2 separate regions of the Zea mays genome follow, and region 1 is linked to region 2. The links are chromatin contacts, called in public Hi-C maps. All regions are on one chromosome and are shown on one strand. Each heading gives the region's core, a stretch centred on a gene start, on an enhancer-like site or on the middle of the called end of the contact. The rest is flanking DNA. Distances are from core to core; before and after follow the strand shown.

Region 1 (6,929 bases), core at 3,301-5,800, 81 kb after region 2:
CACAAAAGATCTACTTCCGGGAGATCGGGCTTCGGCCCTTCTTCCAGGGCTACGGGTTTCCGGATCAACGGTCCTCGCTTCTTCTAGTAAAAACAGTCAATAAAACAATACATCAATAGTGGTTTTCCAATTGCAGTGTGTCATTTTCTAACATTATTATTACTTGTGACTTTAGAAATCATTTTGATAATTTTTGGTGCATAAAATATTGAGAAATACTAATTAATGAGAAAAGGTTGGAAAAAGGAAAAAGAAAAGGAATTCCCTCGCAGGTGGGCCGGGGGGGGGGCGGTTTTGGCCCATCCAGGCGCAACGCGCGCGCGAGGGCGCTGGCCCAGCTGCGGCCCAAGGAGAGGAGACGGCGCGGGCGCGCGAGGAGCGGACGCCGTCGCTGCGGGCCCACACGTCAGCGAGAGCGGAGGGGGAAACGGCGCCACAGTTCGACGGCGCGGGCGAACCGGCCGCCCGCGGGGGAAGAAACCCGGCCGCCGGTGGCCCGGTTCTTGGACAACGGGGAGGTGCCTTAGCACGGGGAGGGGCTGGCGAACCTAGGGGTGGGCTCAATTTAGCTAGAGGGGGCCAGGAGGGGCTGTCCGCGGGGAGGTGGCGGAGCTCCGCGGCGGGGATCGCCGTCGGTTAGCTTCGGGCGAGGTATTGGGGCGGGGGAGTGGTGTTCTGAGTTCGTGGCAACGTGATGAAGCTGGTAGGCCAACTTAATCGCTCGCTGGACCAACAGAGAGGGAGGGAGAAGAGGGGGAAGGGCTCACCAGAGAGGGAGAAGACGGCGGCGCTTCGCGAATTGAGCTCGACCGAGGGGAGGAGGGTGGTGGCTGAGGCCGGTGCGGGGAAGGAGGTGCCCGGGGCGACCTTTTTATAGGTGCCCGAGGGGAGGGGAGCGGCGGAGCTCGGCGGGCACCGGTGAGGTGCACAGCGCCGGCATTAATGCCGCACAGCGGCGACGATGAGACCTCACGGCGGGGGCGGTACCGGGCAAGGACGCGGTCAAGCGGCGAGGACGGGGCGGTGGCGAACTCTCCTATGCGGCGAGGGGATGGGCGAGGGGACGACGATGGAGGGGACGACGGAGCGTCGTACGAGAGGAAGACGACGAAGCGGCTGACCGGTGGGGCCGGTCTGCCAGCGAGATGGAGCGTGCGAGAGGGAGCAGCTGGCAGGTGGGGCTGGCTTGTCAGTGAGAGAGAGAGAGAGAGAGAGAGAGAGAGAGAGAGAGAGAGAGAGAGGGAGAGGGGAGCGCGGAGCGGCTGCGCGCGCGGGAGCGGGCCGGCTATTGGGCCATAAGGGGGGAAGTGCGGGCGCGAGGGGGAGGGGAGGCGGTCGCGGCATGGGCCGGATTCGGCCCAGCAGGGGGGAAGGGGGTTTTCTCTTTTTCTTTTTATTTTCTAATTCCCATTTCCATTTTTGTTTCTTTTTCTTTTTGCACAATTTATTTAGTAGATAATCTAGGTGCTGGAAAATAAAATCTAAGTGAGGTGTTCATATTCAAACCAAGTGTATGCATATGATGGGAAGAATCTAAGGGAGTTTTGGGATGGATAATAAGAAGGGGGGGTTAGATTAGGGTTTCAAACCTGGGTTAGAATTTGGGATGTTACACTTAGAAACTTTGACTATGGTGATATTTGGAATTAAACTCATGGTGGAAAGCCGAGACATAGAGCCAAAATTAATATGACACAAACGAGAATGCCAAATACTTGCAAGATCATCAACATTAGCGCAAATATGGTTCACAGACTTATTATTGAAATCTAACAGAGAAAAGAGGAACAAGCCCCCGCAATCATAGCCTTTACCAATAAATTGTCTAGACTTAGACACAACTATTTTATTGGACTCCAAAACTACCTTAAACCCATCTCTACATAGAAGGGTTCCGCTAACGAGATTCTTGTGTATAGAAGGGACATGTTGCACGTTCTTTAGCTGCACGATATTTCCCGAAGTAAACTTCAGATCCACCGTGCCAATGCCATGAACAGAACCATGTGACCCATTCCCCATTAGGACGGAGGAATCTCGGGCACCCTGATAAGAAGAGAACAAATTAATGTTAGAACACACATGAACATTAACACCAATATCAAGCCACCAACTAGGTGATTGAAATATTGAGAAGATGAAAGGTAGATTACCATACCCTTTGTCTCCCTCATTGCTAGCGATCACTGTGTTGACATTGCCCTTTTTGCCATGGTGATCCGCTCGATCAGGATAGTCCTTGGCAAAATGACCCGTCTCACCACATGCGAAACATGTCAGTTCAGCCTTGTTCTTCTTCTTCTTGAAGTTGGTAGTTTTGTTGGGCTTGTTAGATTTTGTCTTCCCTTTGCCCTTGTTGTGGTTGTTCTGAACCATGTTGTCGCTGGAGTGGCCCTCGCCTCCTTTAGATCCCGTGTCCTTAGCCCGAGCTTTCTCCTCAACATCCAGAGACGCTATCGGATTTTCAACTGATATCTCATGTCTCTTATGTTTTAGAGATGTGGCGAAGTTCCTCCATGTAGAAGGCAACTTTGTAATAATGCATTCAGCCACAAATCGGTCAGGAAGGACAATCTTAAGGTGGTCGAGCTCCTTGGCTATACACTGTATTTCATGAGCTTGCTCTACAATAGAGCGATTATCAGCCATGTTATAATCATGAAAGCTCTCCATGATATATAGCTCACTGCCAGCATCTGATGCACCATACTTAATAGTAAGTGCATCCCACAACTCTTTCCCGTCTGTGTGCTGTGTATTCGCATCAACCACACGGTCAATAAGGACGCAAAGAACTGCTCCCGTAAAGATAGTATTAGCATGGTCGTACTTTTTCTCCTCTTCAGGAGTTAGTTCGCCCTCAGGGTTGCCTTTACTAACATGGAACACATTCATAGCAGTAAGCCAGAGTGTGGCCTTGACTTGCCACCTCTTAATGCATACCAGTGAATTTTTCTGGCTTCAGCGCGTCGGCAAAAGCAACCATAGTTAAACTAGGAAATTGTCTACAGTAAGGTTTTTGGATTGTTGAATTATTAGACATTTTCTAGATTAAATTCCGAATATAAATCATGACCGTCAAATCATGCATATGACACATACTAATTAGACATACTGGTAGACGACGCGGGCCGGAAGCAGCAGGGTCGATGACGTTGAAGCAGCGGGGCCGCTGACGTCGAAGCAGCAAGGCCGATGACGTCGAAGCAGCAGGGTCGACGACAAGATCGCGAGCAGTCGTGTGAGGACGCTTTCCAAAAACCTTATTCGTCCTCTCCCGGTGCAGGATCTCGAAGGGAAAGGGTTCCGGAGACCTGCTCTCTCGAACACAAATGCACATCAGCGGCCGGGATGAAGAGAACTACGATTGTGGCGCAGTTGTGAGCAGAGGTGAAAACCTAACTTGTGTTGGGGATGGATTTGACGCTGGCTAACAGGCGCCTTATATAGGGCCGAGTCCGTGAACCGATAACGATCCGCGATCCGATCTGCACGTTATCCACGAACCGATAGACTCGCGTTCCGGTAACGGCTCAGATCTTTATCGCGATCGGTTAGGGCTCTAAACTTAACAGCCAATCAACCAAAAAATAAAAAAGGCAAAAGGAAGCCGCGCCCCCACAAGGCGAGGGGCCGGATTTCGGCGGACCATTCACACGTATATCATGCGCCCGGACCCTTCGGCTCGGCCAGACGAGCGCGCATGTGGTTCTCCACACTCTCTCCTCTCATCCATGACTTGGTGATTGAGTGTAGCCTCTATATTTAAACTATTTTCACTAAACTTGGACTAGCAATATGGTACTAATTGTTTCACCATTCCCTAGCCATACACATACACATACATAGACTTTTGAGATTTTTCTAGAATTTAATTTAATTTATCAATTGGGCCTAACCCATAAATCCAACACATCCATATTTGGCGTGCATGCACCATGGATCCCTCTACACACCTAGCTACTACTTCTTCCAGAGGCCAGATCTCACAGCAGGCCGGCGGTACATAGTTCTCGACATCGATGCGCTTGAAATCAAATCGCCAGCTCTCCACTCAACGTACACGTACATGTTGCCCTGAAGATCTCTGATCGTATATTTGGGGGCATTCATTGCCGGCGAGAACCGGTCGATCGGGCAGGCTTGTGAACTTGTGCACTCTCTTTTGTATGTATGTATGCCATGTACTGCTGTGACGATGCTCTCCCTCTCCCCATGTACATGCAATTCATCTGACCGCGAGAGCATGGCGCAGCACGCACGTACGTACGTACAGAGGGCATCGTCGTCGTCAGTGGGCACGGCGGCGGCCTGCTTGCTGCCCGCGGCCTGCCTGCCTGCCTGCTCCTTTTGCACAAAAAAATGCGCACAATTAGCTAAGCTATAGCCTGCTTTTGTCGTCCCCGCTGCCGCGCTTGTCTCCAACGGGGATCACGAGAGTGTGTGTGGAGGAACAAGTTGCCCAGATCTTGGCCGCACGCCCATGGAAGGGCGCGTGGGCGCTTGTCATGTGGGAAGAGCCGTCGCTTTTATCGTTTAAGCAGTTTCTGCTTGTCTCCTGCCCAGTCGTCGTAGCAATAAGAGAGGGAGGGAGGGAGCTCAGCTGGCTCTGGTGGATAGATGGATCATGTGTGATCGTGAGATTAACGAACAAGAGACAGGCGCGGTATGTATGGCCATTTTCTTGCATGCTTTATTTGCTAGGAGATGCTGCCATGTCGTTGTAGCTAATTCTAGGTTTGCCCTCTTTCAGTGTTGAAAGGGCAACGCGAGCTACTACTGGCTCAACGGTCCGAGGGATGGATGTAGCTAGATTGGTCGTTAGCAAATGTACTCTGTCTTCTTCCAAATTCATGGCAAGGTTTTGGCACATAGTATATATATATATATATATATATATATATATATATATATATATATATATATATATATATATATATATATATATATATATATATATATATATATATATATATATATATATATATATATATATATATATATAGTTGGGCATAAGAATTAGTCAAATCATTTGTGTGTTTAATAAGATCTCTCAACTGCTTGTAATTAATCTAATTACTGCAGCATTAATTTGGGGTCGTTGCTGTTTTGTGCTGGTGCAGGCGGTTAGCCTGATCAGGTTAAATCTAACTATCACAAACTCACAATTAATATACTTTGCCAAGGGAGATCCTGTGGTTTAATTTTCTGTGAAGTTTAATAATATCTCATCACGTTGCCTGCAACTTTATTTTCAATGCTGATTTGTCTCTATATTCTGAGGGAGAGAGATAGACATGAGGACTGCTTGGCTTATAGCCAGACGATTATTTTGCCTTGCCAAAGATTTAATGGCAAGCGAAATTTAGGCTAAAAAAGCTGACATAAATTTGATAAAATAGATATGAGAGAGAGATTAGTAATAACTTCTGGTACCAAACCAAATGGCAGCTAATTAAAATTACGGTTTGCCTATAGCTTGGCATAATTTGGAAGCCTATCCTGCTACTGAAATCACTCTCTAGCTAGCTTGTTGCTCCAGCTTTTGTTTAACAGACATGCCATTATTATACACTACAGTATGGGAACGTGCGTGGACCTTATTGCATGTGAGAGTTGGTCCGATCTAGCCCTAGATCGGCCATTGCATGCATGTCATGGGGCTGGTGACCTACTAAACGTACAATGATTGCTCATACACTAGCTATTTTGTCCACCAACGACGTGCAATAATTCATAAAATACTTTCTTTTCATTAAAGTGAGTTTAAAATACCTATATGTGGGAACTTCTATGTTCTCATCACTATATAGTAGTAAGGCTATATAATGTGTCAACTCGGCTTGAATGAATAATTATTCTATGTCGTTAAGATAATGAGACAGTTTGGCTCAACTTGTTATCTTAATAAGTAAAAGACCATCTCGAGGTCGACCTATATATAAATCGTTTAATTTACAAGCAAGATATAAAAAACGCAAAGCATATTTTTTATTTATGTAAAACTCAGGATCAATAATAATAATCATATAAAAGTACAATAAATATTAAATTGAAAAAAGAAAACAATATGTGCTGATATATTACTGACATTGTCTAGACCGGCTGGTCAGCGTAATGGTGGAGCACAAGCGCGCGCTAGGTCCTAAATGAGAGAACTTTCTACCTTAAATGCATTGCTAGCACTACCGGAATCGACGGCTTTGCCGAGTGCCTGAAACACTCGGCAAAGCCTTAAAAACACTCGGCAAAGAGGGCTCGGCACACGTGCATCGGTAAAGCCTTCTTTGCCGAGTACTTTCACTAGTACACAGAAGTTCTATAGTGGCGGTTCTAAACCTATTTACACTGGCGTTTTTCAGTACCGCCAGTGCTAGGGGCCAGTGGAAATCAGCATTTCCACTGGCGGTTATTTTGGAACCGCCAGTGAAAAGTGCATTTTCACTGGCGGTTTTCTTAAGGAAACCGCCAGTGAAAAGTGCATTTTCACTGGCGGTTTTCTTAAGGAAACCGCCAGTGAAAAGCGCATTTCCACTGGCGGCTGAATAAAGAAAACCGCCAGTGAAAAGTGCATTTTCACTGGCGGTTTTATAAAGCAAACCGCCAGTGGAAATGCACTTTTCACTGGCGGTTTTCTTTATTTAGCCGCCAGTGGAAGTTTTCCCGCCTTTTTTCAAAATTTCAAACAATACTGAATTATATATATATTTATTTACACACACACAAACATATATATATATATATAGATCTATATTGATATTAAATTCTATCATACATTTATATACATCAAAGTATTCTGTTTACAACCATATATGCTTCATGCATTCTATACATCATAAGTTTTCACCTAAGCTCTAATAACTATCTCGGCTAAGAGATAATCTACTAATTTCTGTTAGTATTCTAAACTCTGGCAAAGCTAATGTTCC
Region 2 (7,516 bases), core at 598-3,097:
GCAAAGTCCATCCACTGCTCAATATGGGCCTGAAACAAGCACAGGTTCAAACGGACAGAAACATCTAAGCAAAAAAATTCAAGAAATATAAAATTAATTTGAATGAAATATTGAACATTACTCACATAATCAATCAGTGAAGATCCGTAAAGTGGGTTGTTAGCCTTCAAGCGAGTAACTTCAGGGAGATGACAGAATTCGGTGCTCAATCAAATAAATGCAAACAAAAGACTAAACAAACCAATTGTTGCAACATTTAAATTACCATATCTTGCTATTGCATTGCTCTCAAAGACAGGACCATCAGGTGTCTCCAGGACAGGAACCTGCAAAGAAGCGCCCAAATTACATCCTAGACTATTTATCACCATCTTAACATATACAGAATTTTTTATACCTTCCCAATAGGGTTCATCTTGAGGAACTCTGGTGTTTTGTTGGAAACCCCCATTTGAAAGTCTTTTACCAACTCAACCTTGATGCCGCTGTAATCCGCGGCAATTAGTGTTTTGAATGCATTTTTGTTACTACTGCCAGCATGCAGTACCTACACAGTGCAGAAGGTTTGGTCAGATGGCTACATACCGACACATAACATATCACAATCTGAAACATATATATATCAGAAAAACTAATAATATAAGTTGCAGAATCAATCAGACAATCAGAAAAAATTAAAGAAAAAGAAAAAAAACAATCTTTGATCTAGCACAACTGAAGCCAGTAAACAATTGGTGTCAACTGATAACAGTGTGGAATCATATGAAGAAGACCACAACTACATACTGATGCCTATCTCTAGTACAAAAGTTAGGAAAATATAAAGTCAAATGGGCTTGAAAAGTTGAATATGCCTTTTGTGCTCAGTCAGAAGAGTCAGAACTAAACTCTATTCTGCTTATCAGCTCAGGGAAAAGTTGAGTGAGTTTTTTATTGTATTGGAAACAACAAACATGTAACATGTTAACACAAAATTATAAGCTCAGAGCAAGAATTATATCGTCTATGACTTGATGCTCGTCAGCTTGCAGCATATTAATATACAAACATGTTAAAAGAAAACTACTATGCAAATCAGCATCAGAGACTACCTAATGTTAAAAGCAATGAATGCCTGGCTAAAAGAGTGGCAAAGACCGACCATATGTTTAAATAAAACCACTATGGAAATCACCTGTGAAACAGGAGGCGTCTGCTACGTCACAACTTCATTCTAATTATACCATCTGATGATGGGAATAAATGGGAGGTGATACCATTTTCATAACTTCAGTAAGCATCTAAATGAATTCAATCTCTAACGAGTCAAAATGGGCCAAGATGTAACTAACAAACAGGTAAGGCAAACAAGATAAGGGTAATCAACTATATCCATCCATGGACAATAATTTAGCGACCAAATCTTATGTTAATGTGAGATATAACATATATCCACGATGTAGGCTGCACAGTAGTAATCCACAGAAACCCGCGAATGGAAATTACAATAAAATAACCACGCTAATACAAGCTACTTAAACGCCCCTAGCATTTCGAAAATCTAAGAGCAACATACTACTTAAATAGGTACTTAAATAACTAGTGCTAGTTAGAAAAAACACTTACAAGCGCCATATCGATGAAAAGCTAGCTTCACTCGATCTCAGATCTGCATAACAGCAACAGAAGAAGAAGAAAATAAAATCAGCGAAATCAAACACGAGTAGAACACTATAAATCAAGACAATAACACGAATTTCTCTCGCTACATTTTCACCGCTACCAGCACCGCGAGATCGGGCGAGTAGCGCGCAGCAGGGGGGAGAGCGGAGGCGGAGTAGCCAAAAACCCTAGCGTTGCCGACGAGCCGTCTTATGGAGGCGCAGCTCGCAATACTTGGACCTCGTGCCTAAGGTTGCGCGCACGCGATCTCAGCCGTTGGATGTGGTATCCGAAAAAACTGATTGAACGGCTCGCATTGGCCCGAGATTCTGAGTCGAGCAAGGCCCACCAGAGTAGAAGCCCAAATTTCACTCAGAGTTGGCCTACTAAAGCCTCGCTTTCGCTTGGCAAGGGGCTATCAGCGTCCATCCATGTGGACTCAATTGGGCCTTGCCGTTTGTGTGTTTTTTTTTGGTCCCATAGCCAGTACGCGAGTGAGTAGTCTATGGTCTGGGCTTATTAAATAATGGGCTGAAATGAAGAGAAAGCTCACGAAACAAAAAAAAAACAATATTCCGCTCGTTGATCGATCAGTCGCGGTTTCTCTGCCGCGCCTCGCGGCGCCTGGCTCTCTGCGCCGCAAGAAGGAAGCAAGCGGGAGTCGTGTGCTGCTCACCACGTGTTCTTGTGTCCCAAAGAAATGAAAAATGTGTTTATGGCCTGATGCTAAAGAAACATGAGGCACATGAAGAATGTCCTCCAGGCATGTACGATTAGCATCACTTTCTATTTTGAGAATACGCGAGAGGGCAGCGTATCTTTGTAATCAAATAGAAAATAGTACTCTCTTAATTTTTTTATTTTGTCGCGTTTTAGTTATAAAATAAACTAGCGAACTACAAATATTTAAAAACCGAGAAAATAGTTTAGCTAAAAAATGGCAACTACAACGCATATGCCCGGATCAAAGATCCAAACAGATACACTGGGACTGAAGTTATCAGGCCGCCCTAAGTACAGGCTGATGAGGACCCAGTCGAGCTTTAGTTGTATAGTTCGCAAGGTGCTAGGACCCGAGTGGTGTCAGGTGCACCTCAGCCTCTCACCTTTCTCTCTTAATCGATTGGCAGTGTGGCCCTTCCAAAAAAAATTTGAAAAGGGAAATCTTGACGACTGATACATTCGTGCTTGGTAATAGATTTTTTTTCACACTAAGGGCTAGTTTGGATGTCTAAAACCAGAGAGAATTAGAGGAGCTAAAATCTCTTGCTTATTTAAAATTGAATAAGGAGGAAATTTGAATAAATATTAAATTTTAGCGCCTCCAATCCACTCCGGTTTTGTGCCTTCCAAACTAGTCCTAAGAGCTAATTTGGTGGGAAGAGAATTGAAGAGGGTCAATGGGGTAGAAATTCCCTTGCTAATCAAGTTTCCCGTGGAGCCCCTCCAATTTTCCTTCCACCAAATCAGCCATAATATAGTTTCAAACATCATCTGATCTGTCATTCATGTCTAACATAATCTCGAAATCTTGTGAGATGGCATTTAGTCCCCAAACAAGTGGATGTGGCTCAATCCTCCATCCTGCCCCTAGCCAACCTTATCCACTAGCTCGAAGTTAGCGTATTCTTATTCTTCTATACTTTTCTTGTTTCTTTAATAGCGTACTATTGTTTTAGGCATTTGCTGCAGCCACTTAGGGCATGCTTTGGTGATCACATCCTCGTCTTATGATATTTGTTTAAGTGAAAGATTTGAAGCCCCAAATTAGATCATATCTTCAAAAATGGCAATTTTCATTCTAGCTTTTTTTGTTGTTGTATTTTACTATGTGTTTTGATATGTCATAAATCTTTTAAAGAAACTTATCATTTGACCGTCCTCATTATAAAGGGTGAAGAGGACCACGACGCACACAAAAACTATCATAGACTACCAACGCCCATAGCCAAAGGACTAAACCATCCTCGTTAGGTTGTCTTTAGCGAAGCTTGTATATGGTCGTAAAAAAACCATATGTTATATTGTCCGTAGAGTGAACTTTAATATAAAATGTATGACTGTTGAAGACGGTCTAAAACTATTGCTCTTTCCTATTTAATACAACCCTCAACACACAAATTCCACATTGAATTAGCCCTTCTCTTTCGGCACCGCTCTATCTAGTTGCCATTCCCACTAATTTGCGGCGGAGTCGAAATTGATAGGGATGAGAGAGAGATGCTCCCTCCCACGGTCCCACCCTAGCACCTGCTTCCAATAAACTACAGCCGGAAAAGGACATAAAAGACAAAGACGGAGCCGTGTCTCTTGCCGTGGCCATCCTGTTTTTGCCAGGTTATCAGCTGTTAGGATTTTGTTTTGGATCAGCGCCCACGTTAATATAAGAACTCGCATCTATTTTTCTGCTTTTGCTTTCCAAATCAAATTGTTGCGGAATGGCTCTCGAAGCACGATTTGGGAGGCAAACTATTGGCAGCGTATTCTCCGTCGTCGCCCGTTTCCAGGTCCAGGTGACGGTGTCCTCCACATCAGGCTGTGCAGCTGTACGCGTCCCGGATCTGAATCCATAGGGAAATAAAATTTCATAGAATTTGTTTTTTTTTTTTGTTTCTTCTTCTTCTTCCTTTTGCCATTCCTAACAGCTCACAGCATCCGCTTTCGGTCGTTAGGAATGGCCTCCTTCCTCCATTTGCCTTGTGTTTTTCTTTCTTTCCAAAGAAAGGATCTGCGGACCCTCTCGATTTCCTTCATATATGGCCGACAACACCCAAGTGGCCAACCAACTCTCGGTCGGGTGCAGCTTACTTGTAAAATCTGATGTTTTTGTGCTGATCGTATTTTGTAACTCCTTTCTGACAATTAATGGAAAGCCTTCGTCAGAGAGATCGATATACTACTCTTCCTATTATACTTAAGCGGTTACCTTAATTACATTGGGATCAAACTCAGCACCACTAATTAACCAGATCAATTCACTATGGACTGAATAATATGCAAGCGGTTTTCTGCTCTTGTTATATTGTACATAGTATATCCCCTCCCACACACACGAGGGTCCATGTAGCGTGGAGGACACAGTGTCGTTTTGCACAAAAGCCATGATCCCATTGGATCTGCAGAGCCTTCAGAGAAAGCTACATTTTTGTTCGGCACAGATCGAGCTGGGCGCCTTCTTACGTCTTAATTGTGACAGTGAGCGGATTACTTTCACACACTGTCTCTCTCTAGGAGTGATTAAAAAAAACTACTGTATATACGTATGCACCTTAACCATCATCATAAAACCAGAATCTGGCTTTTATGGGAAATTATTTCATCCATATATTTCTGTGAACATGTAGCATAGCATATGAAAAGTGACATTAGCAACAAAAAAAAGCGTTTATTTGGCTTACACATACTACACCTATAGTGATTATTCTTGGCATGATTTTCTGGCGTTTCTGATGGACATCTCAAGCGAAACAATAATATATGTCGTACAGTGAGATTTCATGGTCATGGATATATGCACAGTCATTTTTTCTGCCAGATTCCATATGGAGATCTATGCATGGAGAAGCGACTGTACCATTCACTGCGATGGAGCGTCATTTTGCTCACCTTTTGTGCTGACTTTCTGCTAATAATAGTTCATTAAGATGCTATTTCATAAGATGACGACATCTTGGTGCTTTACCAAACTGACCAAAATTTTGAATCAACCTATAGATCATAGCTGCATGCATGCATTATTATTCTTGCACTAGATCGGCCTGTTCATGCGTCCTCTGAAATAGGTGGCGCTGGATCCAATGTTCCGAAGACAACCTCTGCAATCTAGCTATGATTCAAGAACCATGTGTTAGCACCGATTCGGGGCCAAACACTAGTGATTGCATCGCCCAGCGGTGCTCTCTGTGTGGTGGTTCAGACAGTCCGCGCGCGTAGAGGGCCGAAGAATCTTAGATCTCGCCTCCCGGGAGGGATCCCTTTAGGGAGGAGAGTTCCAGTGGATGCCTTAAGATTAGCAGGCTATCCGGGATGTCCCTAAACTACATAGAGTCGAAGAGAGATGAAGATTTAAGATCGGAGGAAAGCTAATCTATGTCTAGATTACGAATACTCCGAATGCGATGAAGAACAAAGGAAATAAAGAAGAATTAATTGATTGGTTCGATTGGTATATATATATAGGAGGGGTCTAGAACCGTTCCTAGGTGTTCTCCAACAGAATCTGCATAATTAGCTGTATAAACACACACAGAAAAATGGGATATCTTGCCTAATCTAATCTAGTCGTGGACCGTCCGGGTCATACGGTCGGACCGTTTAGCCTTCACATGTGCTATATATGGTGCTTAACACATGCCCTTGCCTTTTGGGGAAGCTAAGCGAACCCCACTAGGTACATGCTGTTATAACCTCGATGTGAAAACATCAATTTTTTAAGCATCTTGCCCAACACTGGTATGATATAGCTTTAGAAAATGATCATTCAATGTTTTAGGTAACTCATCACCCTGTAAAGACTGCAGCATGTATGCATTACCAAAGGTTACCTGTGTCACTCTATGTGAGGCCCTTCCCAGTTTGGTGATCATTTGACAAACTTCTGCTCCCTACTCCTCAGTGGAAACACTGACTTCCAAACTAGATCTCCAACTTGAAATGATTTAACCTTTACCTTCTTGTTGTAGGCTTTGACAACCTTGATCTTGTCTTCACAACGGTAAAATATAAAATTTTCGACGACCAAAGCCATCGGAAATAAACCCTAAACCGTCGGACATAGCTTATTTCCGACTTCCGCCGACTTATTTCCGACGGCAGTCGTCCCTCGGCCGTAACAGGTCAGAAATAGCACTCGTGCAATGGCTCTTCGGCTCTTTCGTGTGCTCGTGCAACGGCTCTTCGTCGGCTTTAAGGAGCTCGAAGAACTTCTAAACCTCAAGCGTAGGAGGATCCTCATAATTGGTGGGTTGACGGGGTTTCTCGGAATCGACGAGTAGAAGCTCATGGCGTACATCGTCAAGCATCTCTTCTATCCTATTGTAGTCCCCCTCTTCATGTGACTGAACTTTCGATACAATACGAGAAGGTGTGTCCTCACCGTGGTGCACCCACACCTCATAGCTAGGCATATAATCGTTCTTACAAAGATCTATCGACATAGTCCTCCTGTCAAGGAAATACATGTTCCGACACTTGCTACAAGGGCACCTAACATCGGTTCCGGTCTTTGACCGAGCAAAAGCATGGTCGAGAAACACGTCAGTCTTGACAACCCACTCACTTGATAGAGCACCTCTCTTCTTCCAACCTTCATACATCCATCAACGATCCTTCACCATACTAGATATGAGACTTTAACTTAATTAGTTAAGTAAATCATGCCCCTACATCTATTTGAAAGGATAGGTCCTAAACCCACCCAGAAATGATCGACGAACCCATGTTTATGACAAGGCATGTGCTCGTGCGAAATTTCGGCAGCATAACCCCGTTGTTCTTCAATCGCACGCCTGAAGATGGTGCCATTGGAGAACAGAGGGGTTATGCTGCCAAAACCACGCAGGAACACATGCATTTGTCATAAACACGGGCTTTGTCGGTCACCTTGAGGTTGTCCAATAAAGGGACAATTCCAACCCAACACACCATACGTGTGTCGCATGTGAGGTGCGTTGGGCCGAAACGGGTGACGTATATGTTTTGTTTGTTGACACTACGAAAAACTAGAGCCATCGTACATTATTACGTAGTTCAAGTAATAAACCACCAATACAATATTATATACGAAATAACATTGTCACGGGTGACAAATCATATAAAATGACCTTATTTCCGAGGGCATAATAATTACCCTCAGAAATTAAAAGTTTAAATTATC

What was found. A called contact is a pair of places that touch in the nucleus more often than the background predicts.
Region 1: a contact with region 2 is called in a Hi-C map of leaf, with 4 times the contacts expected there. The contact joins the enhancer-like site here to the promoter of LOC100381466 in region 2. A contact is called at or near these places in 4 of 25 Hi-C or Micro-C datasets (ear, endosperm and leaf).

Annotation. Positions count from the first base shown.
Region 1 is chr5:158,558,316-158,565,244 of Zm-B73-REFERENCE-NAM-5.0, forward strand. No RefSeq gene overlaps it. Among protein-coding and RNA genes, the nearest start is that of LOC100381466, 80 kb to the left of the region's middle. Within about 2 kb of position 4,551, at least 12 of the 20 cell types and tissues checked have an H3K27ac peak or open chromatin away from gene starts, as enhancers often do. A contact at or near this core is called in leaf, where this site is marked.
Region 2 is chr5:158,479,531-158,487,046 of Zm-B73-REFERENCE-NAM-5.0, forward strand. It overlaps LOC100381466 (putative elongation factor 1-gamma 2), which reads right to left and starts at 1,848. Exons shown (of 8, transcript NM_001361431.1): 1 at 1,749-1,848; 2 at 1,606-1,648; 3 at 398-547; 4 at 266-326; 5 at 126-178; 6 at 1-29. The coding sequence starts at 1,614.